Linked DNA regions of Gossypium hirsutum: all the other regions are linked to region 1. Evidence: chromatin contacts called from public Hi-C data. All regions are on one chromosome and are shown on one strand. The core of a region is the stretch at or near the end of the contact, and the rest is flanking DNA. Distances in the headings are between cores, read along the strand shown. Region 1 holds the start of LOC107896852 (high mobility group B protein 13). Region 2 holds the start of LOC107896845 (receptor-like protein kinase FERONIA). Region 3 holds the start of LOC107896858.

Evidence for each region. Hi-C and Micro-C count contacts between places; a contact is called where the count stands out from the background.
Region 2: a Hi-C map of leaf shows a contact between it and region 1, with 5 times the contacts expected there. The contact joins the promoter of LOC107896845 here to the promoter of LOC107896852 in region 1. A contact is called at or near these places in 3 of 34 Hi-C or Micro-C datasets (hypocotyl, leaf and petal).
Region 3: a Hi-C map of leaf shows a contact between it and region 1, with 2.4 times the contacts expected there. The contact joins the promoter of LOC107896858 here to the promoter of LOC107896852 in region 1. A contact is called at or near these places in 8 of 34 Hi-C or Micro-C datasets (leaf and petal).

What each region holds. Positions count from the first base shown.
Region 1 is chrA10:88,620,583-88,625,174 of Gossypium_hirsutum_v2.1, forward strand. LOC107896852 (high mobility group B protein 13) reads left to right here and starts at 2,228. Exons shown (of 3, transcript XM_016822147.2): 1 at 2,228-2,813; 2 at 2,913-2,984; 3 at 3,082-3,351. The coding sequence starts at 2,355. The coding sequence ends at 3,192. It overlaps LOC107896850 (transcription elongation factor TFIIS), which reads right to left. Exons shown (of 2, transcript XM_016822146.2): 2 at 3,463-4,592. The coding sequence ends at 3,916. It overlaps TRNAI-AAU (transfer RNA isoleucine (anticodon AAU)), which reads right to left and starts at 1,364; the gene lies at 1,291-1,364. It also overlaps the pseudogene LOC107895575.
Region 2 is chrA10:88,475,085-88,479,676 of Gossypium_hirsutum_v2.1, forward strand. It overlaps LOC107896845 (receptor-like protein kinase FERONIA), which reads right to left and starts at 2,763. Exons shown (of 1, transcript XM_016822137.2): 1 at 1-2,763. The coding sequence starts at 2,196.
Region 3 is chrA10:88,770,371-88,774,962 of Gossypium_hirsutum_v2.1, forward strand. It overlaps LOC107896858, which reads left to right and starts at 1,832. Exons shown (of 5, transcript XM_016822153.2): 1 at 1,832-2,121; 2 at 3,417-3,585; 3 at 3,962-4,592. The coding sequence starts at 3,490.

The DNA of each region.
Region 1 (4,592 bases), core at 978-3,477:
TAACCAAAATAGAGCCTGAGTCTGTAGGTTAAGGGTTATGCTTGCTTTTACTATTATTTCAACTTACTTTCCCTGCCCTGTAATTCTTCACTAGCAGTTTTCTTTTTCAGATTGTATGTAACTATGTTTCTTTGCTTTTAAAGGTTGGTGATGTTGGGCTTGTTGAAGATGAGACAGTGATAGAGAATGATTGGACTTGAGACTCTGGTAGGTTTTGCTCTACAAATATCTTATTTCACTGTTTCGATGTACATCTCATCATTTTTATCTGTATAAGTTGTTGATTATTCTGCCCCATGTTGAAGTTGCAATTTTCTTGCCTGGTATTGTGCTTTTTTGCAAAATTTCTGCTGTTTGATCCTATGAAATTCTCATGACTAGTTGCTCATTTGAAATAGAGTTGTATTGTTTCAGCTTGCAAGTTTCAGTTGCTTTAGAACATGGTCCCTTGATATAGAGACGTGAGTTGCAATCTGAGCCCAGCTTGCAACTGTTGTCTGTGCACTAGAAACCCTTTCCATGGTTTTATTGATTTATGGATGAATGAGGTTGATATGCTAAATTCTCATCAGATATCAAAATTTCCCCTTTGTTATGGTTATTGGGAATTGCTTTTTCTTTTCTTTATTTTATATCTTAGATTATATATATCTGAGAGCTTAATTTCTGATGTTTGCTAGGTAGGATACAAAGTTGTATATCCAGGACATCAAAACATTGGGAAGGGGGGACTACATATTTTATGCACTAGAAGCTCTCTGCTTATTTCATTGTGCTTTATATCATTTCATATGTTTCTAGGTGCGGGGCTATACTTTCAACATTAAATCAGAGGCTGTTGAATCTCTTGAGTTGGATTCTTTCGATCATTCATTCAAGTTCTGTAATTTCACTGTCATAATCAGATACGATTCCTGGTGAGGATTCCTGGTGAGCACTTAGGCATTGCTTGTTGAGGATGTGCTGGAAGTTATGGCTGATACAGTAATATCAGGCTAAAAAGCTTAATATAGCCTTACAACTTTTCTACTGCTGGACAATGTAGCTTCTGTTGTCTTTGACTAACTGCATCGGGTTGTCCATATATGTACAATATAAAAATCCCATATCCATATGATGACTATGTGTTTTGATCCATGAGTTGGTTGTTACTTGTTCTTCTTTTTGAGACCTTTAGAAATAACTACTCCTAAGTTGCAGGCATCGTGGGAAACGCCTAATGCTATTTGGTATTCAATGCATTTGTGCATCCACGTTCTGATATCTGAAAAAAGGGAAAAACAAAATTATTGGCCCATGCAGGAATCGAACCTGCGACCTTCGCGTTATTAGCACGACGCTCTAACCAGCTGAGCTAATAGGCCAATTGCTTGAACTTTTCAAATTCATTTATATAATAGAATAAATGCTTGTCGTTATCAGATCCTATTATTATTCCATTCCCTCTGTTGGGCAGAGGCAGACAAATACATCTAATTAGGCGCTCTTTGTTTTTTATTGTTGCGCAGCAATTTATTTAAAATTCAGATATCATTTCAAAAACAAATTCAAATTAGAGGTGAATATGAAAATAATTTCAAATCAAGGCATGAGTTCTGTCTAATTTCACCCTTCAAATAACTTATTTTACCCTTTAAAAATACTAAAATAATAAAAAAAGTATATTTTATTGTACAAGATATAAAAGGGTGTCTTTATTTTCTTGAAATGTCCCTTAAATTGCTTATCAACCATTTACTTATTGAATTAAGTGATAAAATAATTAATATTTAAAATTTTAAATTCGAGTATTGTAAATTAGAAGAAAAAAACAGTTTATTAGGTTACTTTGATACCAATATAGAGTCTCTTATCATTTGTTTTATTGGAGATTTTGTTTTTTTTTTGGCAAAGGGGTTTATAAATTTATAGACGTAGAATATCTCTATTTTAAAAGCTGAAAACTTTAGTTAAGAAGTTTGATGATTAAATTAATAGAATTTATAAATTTGAAAGGTTAAATTTATTGAATTATTTAGAATTAGGATCAAATAAAATATGTAAATATTAAGGGTTAAATGTGTTATTATACCAAATAAAAAAATAATTTCTATTATCAATTTAACAACGAAATCAAATATTATCACTTAAATTGAAATTTTTTAAAGTTAAGTTAGCCAGACATAATTTGTATACCATTTGTAAAGTATACCAATTAATTATATATGTAAATAAAGTAATAGCCGTTAGCGCCTGCTTCTATTCAAATTCAAACCCGCCTTGTTTTTATATCTGTCTCCTCTCCCTTTCCTTTTCTCACCACTCCCATTTGCTGCTTTCATTTTTTGGTAAAACAAAATCCCTAATCTCTAAGAATGGCGACGCCTGAGATTCATGTCAGCGTACGTAAGCCTCTCCAGCCAAAGAACACAGCTGCCGCCGATGTCAATTTCGTAGTGGTGATGAAGGAAGGCTCAAAGACTAAGCAAGTAAAGTCAAAGCCCAAGCAAGATCACCGCCTGGACAATGATTCAAACAAGGAGAACCTGAACCATCATCCCGTGACCGTTTACGCTACACCCACGAAGAAGAAGAAGAAGGTGGAGGCGTCGTTGGATTTAGATTCGTCGTTGGCGGAGGAGCTCAGCGCCATGAGGAAGAGGCTGGAGCGGTTGAGGTTGGATAAGGAGAAGACGGAGAAGATGTTGAAAGAGAGGGAAGCTGTCTTGGATTCACAACTGAAGGAGATGGAGGACAGAGGTCTATTTCAGAAACAGCTCGAAATCGAGGTTGATAGATTGTTCAGATTAAAGGAGCTCAAATCTTATTGCATGGTAACTAGTTAAACCAAGGCAGCCTTAAAGAAATTAACAAAAACAACTAGTTCTCTTTTTTTCTTTTCCTTGCAAATTCATGGTTTGATTTTGAAACAGAGGATATCTCCAATAAAGTCACTGAGGGAGAGACAACAGGGTGGCAGGAAGAACAATGTAGTGCAATCAGTGGTAAGTTGTTTTGAATTTGATTAAAACTAGCAATTGAACAGAGTAAACGATAAACATGAAACCCAGAATGTGATATTCTTTCAATCTTCTTTTTCAGGATATAAAAGCTGCTGCAGAATGGGAGGAAGAATCCATGGATGAAAACACATTGCAGAGCCCAACTCCATCAGATTCATCTGAGTTTGTTGGAGAGAATAATAATGATTAATCATGTCTTTCCAAACCAAATCAAAGCTATCTCAGCTGTATGGTTTTGCTTTTTGCTTTTCATCATTTCTTTTTATTTGTCATTTTGAAAGGAAATACTAATGCAAACTAATATTATTGATGGGAATTCAAATTCAGAGGCGCTCCTCTTTGAGTTTGACTTAAAGATTGTTCTTTTTAGCCTTTTTTCTTTTGGTTAGGGCTCCACAATCCACAGCCTTTCCTGGTAATAAAGCCACATAAACAAACAACTTGCCAACGCGGAAGAAAATGATACCAAATCCCTTTGGGGTATAAAAACAACCACAAATAAGAGCCTCCATTTACAACGTTGTTGGTACGATAAGAAATTAAGTAGGCCTAATTCTACAACTACCATTCTCCCTACCCTTTAGAAACAAATAAAAACTACAGGAGTTGTTTTGATAAAAGAAAAAGAACAAGCATTAGCAACTTAACATGAAATGAATGCCTCATTCCTTCCAAGCTCATCTTTCCACCAGCTGAGCCTCGTTTTTCGAGATGAGTGGGAGATATGGAAGCACACAAGTTGTGGAACAGCTGAGTTATGGTTTTTGCACAATCATCCCTCAAAGCTATCCCTATCAAAGTCCCAATAGCAGAAAAATATGAATGAAAGATGAATTCTAAAGTTAATGACCACAAACTCCTCATAAACAGAGTGAAGCAACCAAGATGGTCAACACGACATCTCTGGATTTCACTAACAGAATTTCCAATGGTTGTTGCAGTTGACACACGTAACATAGGTTGTCATAGGTTCATCTGCACTCCTTGTCTGCATTTGATAGTAAGTGGTCTTGCGTTGACCACAACGACCGCACTTAAATTGATCTGTCGTTGCCTTTGGTGCAACACCTCGCTCGCAATCAAATAAAGCTTTTTCTTTAATTTCATTAATTTCACGTTGCCTTTGTTCACTTGCCATTTCCTCTGGGGTCATTGTAATAAGCCTTTCTGGTTTCACTTCTCCGAGAAGAACCTTCCTCCTTAAATCTGGGTTGTTTGGATCCTTAATGTTGAACATTATAGATCTGTACTTAAATTTCTGGGCCCCATTTGATTTACCCATCTTCTCAAACATCACAGATTCTACAGACACAGCAACTCTGATGGGATCGCAAGCAGTCACTTGATCAAGCATGTCCCCATCAACCTCACTCGGGACTTTAGACAACGCCTCTACAAGAATCTCCCTAAATTTGTCACGCACAAGATCGTTACATTTGACCATTGATGTCAGCTTTGGTGGACCAGCAGGTGGTTGCGATGATTTCTTTACATTCGGTGATTGTCTGTCATCCTTACAAATCTTTTCAACCTTACCCATCTCTCCCCGATCTGACTTCTTGGCCATTGCAACATCTCCATTTGCTTCCC
Region 2 (4,592 bases), core at 1,513-4,012, 140 kb before region 1:
ACACAGGATCTCAAAGAGGACAACCCCGAAAGAGTAAACATCAGACTTATCAGTTAGCTGCTGCCGTCTGAAATACTCAGGATCCAAATAGCCAAAGCTACCCTTCACGACAGTGCTCACATGAGTATGATCCAATGTGGGGCCAGTTTTTGATAATCCAAAATCAGAAACTTTCGCCACCCACTTCTCATCCAGAAGAATGTTTGTTGTCTTCACATCCCGGTGGATGATGGTGTGCTTGGCACCGGTGTGGAGATAGTGCAAACCGCGAGCAGCCCCGATGCATATTTCAAGCCTTTGCTTCCAAGGAAGAGGTGGCTTTTTTGTTTTGTATAGATGTTCACGCAATGTTCCATGAGCCATATAATCATAAACTAGGATCATTTCACAATTCTCTTCACAGTAACCAATCAACGAAACAAGGTGGCGGTGTCGAAGTTTTGAAAGCATTTCAATCTCAGTCTGGAACTCATGCACACCTTGCTCAGATAGCGGATTGCCACGCTTGATTGCAACTTTAGTTGTCCCGCCATCAATTTCTCCTTTGTAAACTTTGCCAAAACCTCCCACCCCAAGGACTAAAGCCTCATCAAAGTTGTTTGTGGCAGACTTGATCTCGGCAAATGAGAAATGGCGGCAAAGGTTTGAAGGGAGGGATGAAGCATAGCTCCCTGTAGTATTTGTCTTTGCTGAACCTGCTGAGTGTGAATTTCCGTACAATGAAAGAGGAAGCCATCCTGATGGCCCATCACTCGGGCTCGTATAATTTCCATGCCTTCGACGACGTGATGCAGTAACAACACAGAAACCAATAACAAGAGCTAGAACCAGTCCACCACTGACTCCCCCAGCGATAATTGCTTTCTGGTTCTTCGAATGACCTTGGCTAGATGGCAAAGCTAATGATGGATTAACTACATTCTGTTTTGGACCAGGGGTTGGATTGGGCCCTGCTAGATTGCTTTTTGGGTCACTTATCTTGAATATCTCCACACCATTTAAGAGTGCATCATAATACTGGGGCTTGCTACTTGGGTCTGGACGCAATGCAAGCCATAGATCCTGCTGTGAATTCCCTCCAGGAACAATGACTACATAATCCCTAAACACAGGAACATCAACTTCATCTGCCAGCGCAATCACATCAACGCCTTGCTCGGCAGTTTGATTGTTAAGGAAGACATCAAACACTCTCTGATTAACCTTAGTAATGTTATCCGTAAACTCACAGAAATGTAGCCTAACCAAGTAAGAGAATCCAGAGTCAACACTGAACAACCAGGTTAAATTATAATTATAGTTCACTTGAGCATTTGGCCCCATGGATCTAGCAGTGGTGTACACATCTTGTGGTGCAATATACCTCGGCATGGTACCATAATCGATTGTCACGTTCGGATCCGCAGCCCCTGAAACTCCATGTGCAGCCCCAAAAAGGTAGGGCTGGTCATCATACCAAGACCTAAACAGACCTGTATCACCAGAAGGCGAGATATCGTTTCCACCCACATTCAGCCGGTAAATATTCTCGAGAGTTGTGCTGTTATCGATGGTGAACTGTGAGTTCTGCCCCACAATCGTTATCCCATCGGTATTACTATAAATATCAGGCATTGACAAAACCTCAATCCCATTGACAAACGCATACGCATTGGAAGGGGTCGAACCGAGACTAAATGTCAAGTTCAAGCGGTCACCATCTACATTGATGGAATACTCCTTAACAATAAAGGCATAATTCTTAGCTTCACTTGTTTGAGCAGCACTGAAATTCTTAAGAAGAGTATAAGAACCAGATGTGACGGAAAACAAAGCATTGCTCGAATTCCGGCCATCATATGAATTAGCATAGAAATACAACCTAACAAATTTCCGACCAGCTACGACCGGGAAACTATAGGTAAAGTTAGAGCGGAAAACCCGGGCGGTCAAGTAAGGAACTTCGGGGACCGCGGGATCTTGCGTGGCAGCTCGGGAAATGACGGAATTCCCAGTTCCGACTAGAAACTTGGACCCAAAATCCGGGGTCCATTTCCGATTATCGTTGTCGGAAAGCTCTGATTTTTCGCCGCAATTTAGGAGGATTTTCTCAGTTGGTACATAATCAGCAGCTAAGACAAGTTGAAACAACAGCAACAGCAAGGACACAAAAGTTATAACAGACATCGGAAAGGAGGGATCAGCTGAGTTCCTCATGAGTTCATAATGCGGGATCCGAGACAGAAAAAGAAAAGACTTAATATTTGAGCAGCAATGAAAAAATGAATGCAAGCCCAGAATTCCTTAGCTAAAAGAGCGTAAAGATTTGAGATCCAAGGGACAAGCTAGCTACCTCAAAAAGGCAAACCCGCCCAAAAAAAAGTTGGTCGTGAAATACCGTGTAAATGAAGAGAGTTTCAAGCCATTTTACCTTTTTTGGAAGCCGAAGAAAGAAAGAAACTGAGTGAGTGAAATGGGAGAAGATGGTAAGGGCGAGATATTAGGTCATATTTTGTTTAATAATTGGAGAAAGAAAGATAGTAGGTGAGTGAACCAACATTTGAGTTATGGTGTGTATCTGAAATGGGAAGTTCGTAGTGCTACAACCTACAGCTAGGCAGCTAGCGGAGGTGATGAAAACACATGTGGAAAGGACAAGAACAGCCTTGAACGCGTTTTAATATTACAGATGAGGGTTTGAAGATCGGATGACAGTGAGATAAGATCAGATACATCGATTGATTGAGTTTTTTTTGTAAGGCGCTCTTTTCTACAGTTTTTCCCTTTCCGTTGCCAACTTGCTTGTATTTGCATAGATCATGCACCTCAGCTGTGATCCATTTGCATTTTCATTGCAATTAATGCATTATTTTTTTGGTGAGACATTATTCATGGGTTATATTTAATTTTTCTCATGTACTTTGTAAGATTATCATTAATAATAGTATTACCGAAATTTCCTTTCAAAAAATTATTATTATTAAAATTTTATTATAAAATTTAAAAGAAATATAAAATCAACAAGAGGTAAGAAAAAAAAAAGAATGATTCAACTTTCACATTAGCATCTAATATTAAAGACCTATATTAAGCTACTCTATAAATGATTTAGGGGTTATAAAATAATAAATTTAGGGATTCTGGACATTCATTTTTTAGGGGTTACAATAGGATAATTTTGGGGGTATGGACATCCATTTATCATTGGATTTACAACACTCCCCTGGATGTCCATCAATAAAATGTGTCTCATTAAAATCTTATTAGGAAAAGCCCTATAGGATAAAAACCTAATGAATGAAAAATGGTGCACAATCTCCTATTACAAGCTATCTCATTAAAAACCTTTACCAAGAAAACCTAGTGGGACAAAACCTTAGTTAAAGGAAAAAAGTACAACAGTATTTTAGACTCCCCCTAATGCCAACATAACATTACATATTTGAGTCTACACATTCAATCTTGTATACTAGTCTTTCAAACGTTTGTGATTGGCAATGTCTTTGATGTAACCACCCTTTAATTGAGCTATACATGTTGTATTATCTTGGTATAAGATAGTTGACATCTTTTCTTGTAAAGACATATTGCATATCTTCTAAATATGTTGGGTCAATAACCTTAGTCAAACACATTCTTGGTTTGTCTCATGCATTGCAATTATTTTTGTATGATTTGAAGAGACATCAGTTAATGTCTTCCTTATTGAACACAATGATATGACAATACTTCCACATGTAAATAAATATCTTATTTGAGATCGACCTTTATGTGGATCCAATAAATATCCAACATCAACATAGCCAACTAACAAGAATTTTGAATTATTTGAATAAAATAATCTCATATCAATTGGTCTTCTAAGATATCCGAATACATGTTTAATTCCATACCAATGTCTATGTGTTGGAGAAGAACTAAATATTGCTAATAAGTTTACAATGAAAGCTATATCAAGTCTTATGTTATTTGCAAGATACGCCAATGCCCTATGGCACTTAGATATGGTATTTCAGGACTAAGAAACTTCGTATCATTCTCGCAAGGACGAAATTGATCTTTATTCACATCTAATGATCGTACAACCATCGAGATACTCAATGGATTTGCTTTATCCATGTAAATTTTCTTTAAGATCTTTTTCGTGTAAGTTGATTGATTGACACAAATTCCATCTTTTAAATGTTTGATTTGTAGACCAAGACAAAAAATTATTTTTCCAAAATATTTCATCTCAAATTCTTTTTTTAAACAATTTACTGCATTTTGAAACTCTTCAGGAGTTCCAATAATATTTATATCATCAACGTAAACAGAAGTGATCACAAAATCTGATCCAAATCTTTTTATAAAAACAAATGAACAAATTAGATCATTTTTTATTGAGAAATTTTTCTGGGGAACTCTATATCCATTTGAGATTTTAAATCCTTCAGTGATTTTTATATAAATTCCACTATCAAACTAATAAGATATCTAAATGTGATTGCATGAACCACATGAGAGTATGTCTCTTACTAATTAATGTTGGGCCTTTAAGAAAATCCTTGTGCTACAAGTCGTGTTTTATATCTTACGAGTTATGTCTCTTACTAATTAATGTTGGGCCTTTA
Region 3 (4,592 bases), core at 582-3,081, 150 kb after region 1:
GGTCTTTTCCTTTATGCGAGTAAGATTAATATATCATTTTTGTTGAACGTGACGATAAAAGTAAAAAAAAGAAGAGGTTAATTATCATATTAATTATTAATTTAAAATAATAAATGAAATTTAATGCTAATTCAATATTTATATGATTTTATCTAAAGAGTCACTTCAATATAGATTTTGTAATATAATGAATAATAAAAGGTATTTATTTTGACTAAAAAGTTTCTCTAAATTCCTACATATATATTATAGATTATAGTTAATTATATGGTAAAAATATTATGGAAATTTCTATATTAGAAGTTGGATTGCATTTTGCCTTTTCTATTCAATAAATTGGTAAATTAGTCACTATAAATTAAAAAAAGTTTAAATTGACCATTCAGTTAAAAATTCCATCCATACGTGCTATTGAATGATTATTTGAATTTTTTTAAAAGTTTTTTTAATGCAAGTGAGTGAAACTAAAGGATGAGTAGGATTAGACAAAAGTACCATGGAGGCCCTTGTTTGAGGAGTCGGATTACATTTTGCCCCCTCTATTCAAAAAAATGAGCAAATTAGTCTTTGTAATTTAGATCAAAGAGCAACTTGGCCATTCTATTAAAAATTCCATGCATTTCTACTTTTAAGCGATGACGTAACTAGTGAAACAACCGGGTAACGATATTTGGTGTGCCATATTTTATCACATCAACAAATATTTAAAAATTAAAAAAATCTCAAAAATAAATATATTTTAATAATTATTTAAAAAATATCTAAGATGAACCTAGACAAATGGTTGTCCATGTTCATTTGAACATGGACAAAGGTTATCTATATTCATCATGGATGTAGTTTTTTTAAAAAAATTATAATTTTTTATAGCAAATTATTTAAAAACTATTAAAATTTTAATAATTTTATAAAAAAAATATAAATCTAGCTTTTTTACTTCAATAATATAAAATAATAATAATTAATAGCTTAAATAGTATGTCCATGAGATTATTTACCAAAATAGTATGTTTGCTACAGTGTTCTGCTAGTGCCGCTTGACAAATTGGCGGCACATGATTGAAATGTGATGACCTAAAATATTTAGGGACTTAATATGGAAATTTTCCATTTTAATTGATTGCTAAAAAAAGCTTTTAGGGTTAAATTGCTTCATAACCCCTTCTTATTTTCTATTTTCTTTTATTCTCCTTCAACTCAAAAAATAGAGAAGCCTATTACCAGTTAGTCCAAAAAATTTTTTCTACAAAAAAATATTTTTTGTAAAAAATTTGATTCCAACTGAAAATATTTTTTGTAAAAAATTTGATTCCAACTGAAAATAAATTTGATTTATTTATATTAAAAAATATATTTTTTCAAATTATTTTATTCCAGTTAGAATAAAATTTTGAAAAATAATTTAACAAAAAGAATTATTTTTTGAAAAGAAAAGAAAATTTATTTTCAGTTTTAATTGACTTTTTATAAAAATAATTTTTGGTAAAAAAAACTTTTTGGACTAATTGCTAATAAACTTCTGTGTTGACGGGAGCAAAATAAAATAGTAAATAAGAAAAGGTTATGAAGCAATTTAACCTTTTTGAAGGTGTAATAAAAAAATGGAAAAAGTCAAATCATCCATATAAATGAATTTTTTTTAAGAGAAAAAAGTCAATTTCTAATTTTAAAATAATTAAAAAATGTTATAACAGGTGGAACGAAAATGGAGAGGTCTACAATACGTCCCTCTCAACTCTCACCATGAAGCATTAAAGAAAAAGGAGACATATTTTTGGGGATGGGCCCACAATTGGCATTAGTAAACCTTAGTTTTATGGTTTTGAGAGGACGGAACGGACACGCTTCTACCAATAACTAAATAACATGTGATCAAAACTCTCTCCACTTCCCCTGCCTTTCTTCCATTTTCCTTCAACCCAAAGCTTTAAACAATAAAACAAACAAAATATATTGGCTTGGGTGTTTATGATTCCCGACCACACAACGTAATCCATTTAACTTTCCCGCTCAGCAATCATTTAGCTTCTGCTTTCTTCCATCTTCTCTACCTTCAATCCATTGTTTTAAGAGGAAACTGGAAGGGGGATTTCAGATAAAACTCTCTCTCGCCTTCTATACGTATGTTCACTATCTAATTAATTTCCATCAAGGGTTTCTGTTTTGTATTTTTGGGTTTGCTTCTTTTCCTGGGTATTTTATTTTTTTGTCTTGCTTCTGGTTTTAATGTTCTTTGGCTTGCCTGCTAACTTAAACTTATTATCATTTTGGATTAAAATGATCTTTCGTTTTAGTTTAGTGTATGGTATGGCGTCGAATTATGTAATTTTAGCTGAAGCTGTTAATGCTTTAATGGGCTTTTTGTGCTTAAAACAGTAATTTGTTCGCTTCAAATTATTGATTCTAAACTCTGTTGATCTTTCTAGGGTTTGTTATGTATAATTTTTTTTACTATATGTGCCATTTTTACCATTGATTGCATCTATAGAATTGATGTTTCATAGTATACATGTTTCCTGGTATTGGAATCCTGGGTGTTCCTCAAGTGTCTCCCACTTTACCAACTCACATTGCACTGATCATCCATGAATTAGTCAAGGTTTTCAGAACTGGGCCAGTGATCGAACCGGTCATACCACCGGTTCTTGGTCTGACCAGTTTATCAGGTTCAATTGAATAAAAAATTAAAAAATAGGAAAAACAACCGGTTTGTGGGTCAACGAGTCCAACCCCCTTTTTCGACCATTACCCCAGCCAGTTCCCAATCTAACTGGTCTGGTTTAGAAAACAGTGGGATTAGTTTCTATGGACCATAAAACAGACATGAAAGATACCTTGGTTCCACCAAAAAAAGTCTTCTACCTTTTCCTGTGATTCATGTTTTGTGTCTTTTGGTTAAAACTTAACAAGTTTATGCATCTAGTAGAGGCTTGGCAGAATGAAGACCGGAAATTAGGACAATTTGAGTATCAATGAAGATTCCATGATTTTTTCTGTTTTGCTTACCTTTTAAATTATAAATTTTGGCTCAACTTTGATGTTGTTTGAGCATGAGAGGAGACCACATGGTGGCCTCCGAAGAGACTAATGTAAGTTATATAAGATTCAGACAGTGATTTTTTGTATGTCTTGGCGTTAAATGATTTTTTTTTTTTAAATGTAGTAGTATAAGGCCTTGTTCATTCAAATAGGTCACCTAGGTGAGCAATTAGATTAAGGGCCTTCTCCGATTAACTCTTTCCTTTTTGTCAGAGTTGGCATCATTTGAATGCAATTACTAAATCTAATTATACTAATTTAAGTTATTTAGCATTTCCCTGTTGGGCTATGATATGCGTGTGTGTCTAAACTGAGCTTCCTAAAATGTTGGTTCTGTTCTTGTAAGAGATTAGTAATTTAAATCTACTTATGTTCAGATAAGTGTTTAGAGGTAATTGCAAACAGAAGACAGTGGAAGAAATCCAACTGCTGTTCTGCTAAGGTTGATTGATGGTCATTATGGATTTAAAAGGAATAACTTGGGTTGGTCATGTATATCAGAAATTTGAAGCCATGTGCCTAGAGGCAGAAGAAATTATGTACCAGGTATGCTCCATTCGATAATCTTTCTCTTGTATCTTCCCCAACCTTTTTCATGTCCAAAGGAGGCTCTATGTGTTCAATTCATGAGAACCCTGGTAGAATGTTGTCACACCTTCTCAGCATTTGATCTTTTTCCCTTGTTTTTGCTGTGTTCCATATAAGTAACTGTCTTTGGCACGGCTTTCTTGCAAAATTATGTATTACTATGTTTGGGCTTCTTATTTCAGTTAACTTGTATCTGTATAGAGCCTTCCTTGTTATGCCATGTTGATGTGCTTGATACTCACTTGTAGCCTTTGATTCCCCACCCCCTTAAGTCCTGTGTACTCTCATATAAGTTTATTACAGAATTCCATTGACTCATTATTTTTGGGAACAGGACACAGTTAAATATGTGGAGGATCAGGTGCAGACTGTAGGTGCTAGTGTCAAAAGGTTCTACTCAGATGTAATGCAGGATGTGATGCAGGATTTGCTTCTCCCATCTTCATTGGAGCCTGTGAAAGCAGTGGCTGCCTCTGACACGGCAATAGAGAAAAATGCTGGGACATTCAAAAAGCCTCAGGTAGGTTTAAAGGTGGCTGCTGTGAAGGATGAGGGTGAGCAGTTAATTGAAGATTCAGAAGTAACTTCTGATGTTATTGAAAATGCTGCCCATGTGCCTTCGTCCTGCCAGCTTCACATGGTAGATAACATATTTCACTCTTGCCCTTGGAGTTTTATGGAAAGAGAATCCTCTTACTTTCTTTCTAGGGAGCATAACAACAGGAGCATGCTTGTCAAGGCAAATGTTGAAAATTTACCTGCAGCTGGGGCTGAGACAGTTTCTGAAGTTGCTTGTATGGGGAATGAAGTCGGCAGGTTGTCATCATTTTCTGGAAATGCTAATGCAAACATTGAAGAGTCATGTCAGCAGATACCCACAACATCAACCAGTGTTACAGTTGGAGAAGATGATTGTGACTCAATAGAAGAAAGTTGTAATGAAATTGAATCTGCAAGTGAGTCTG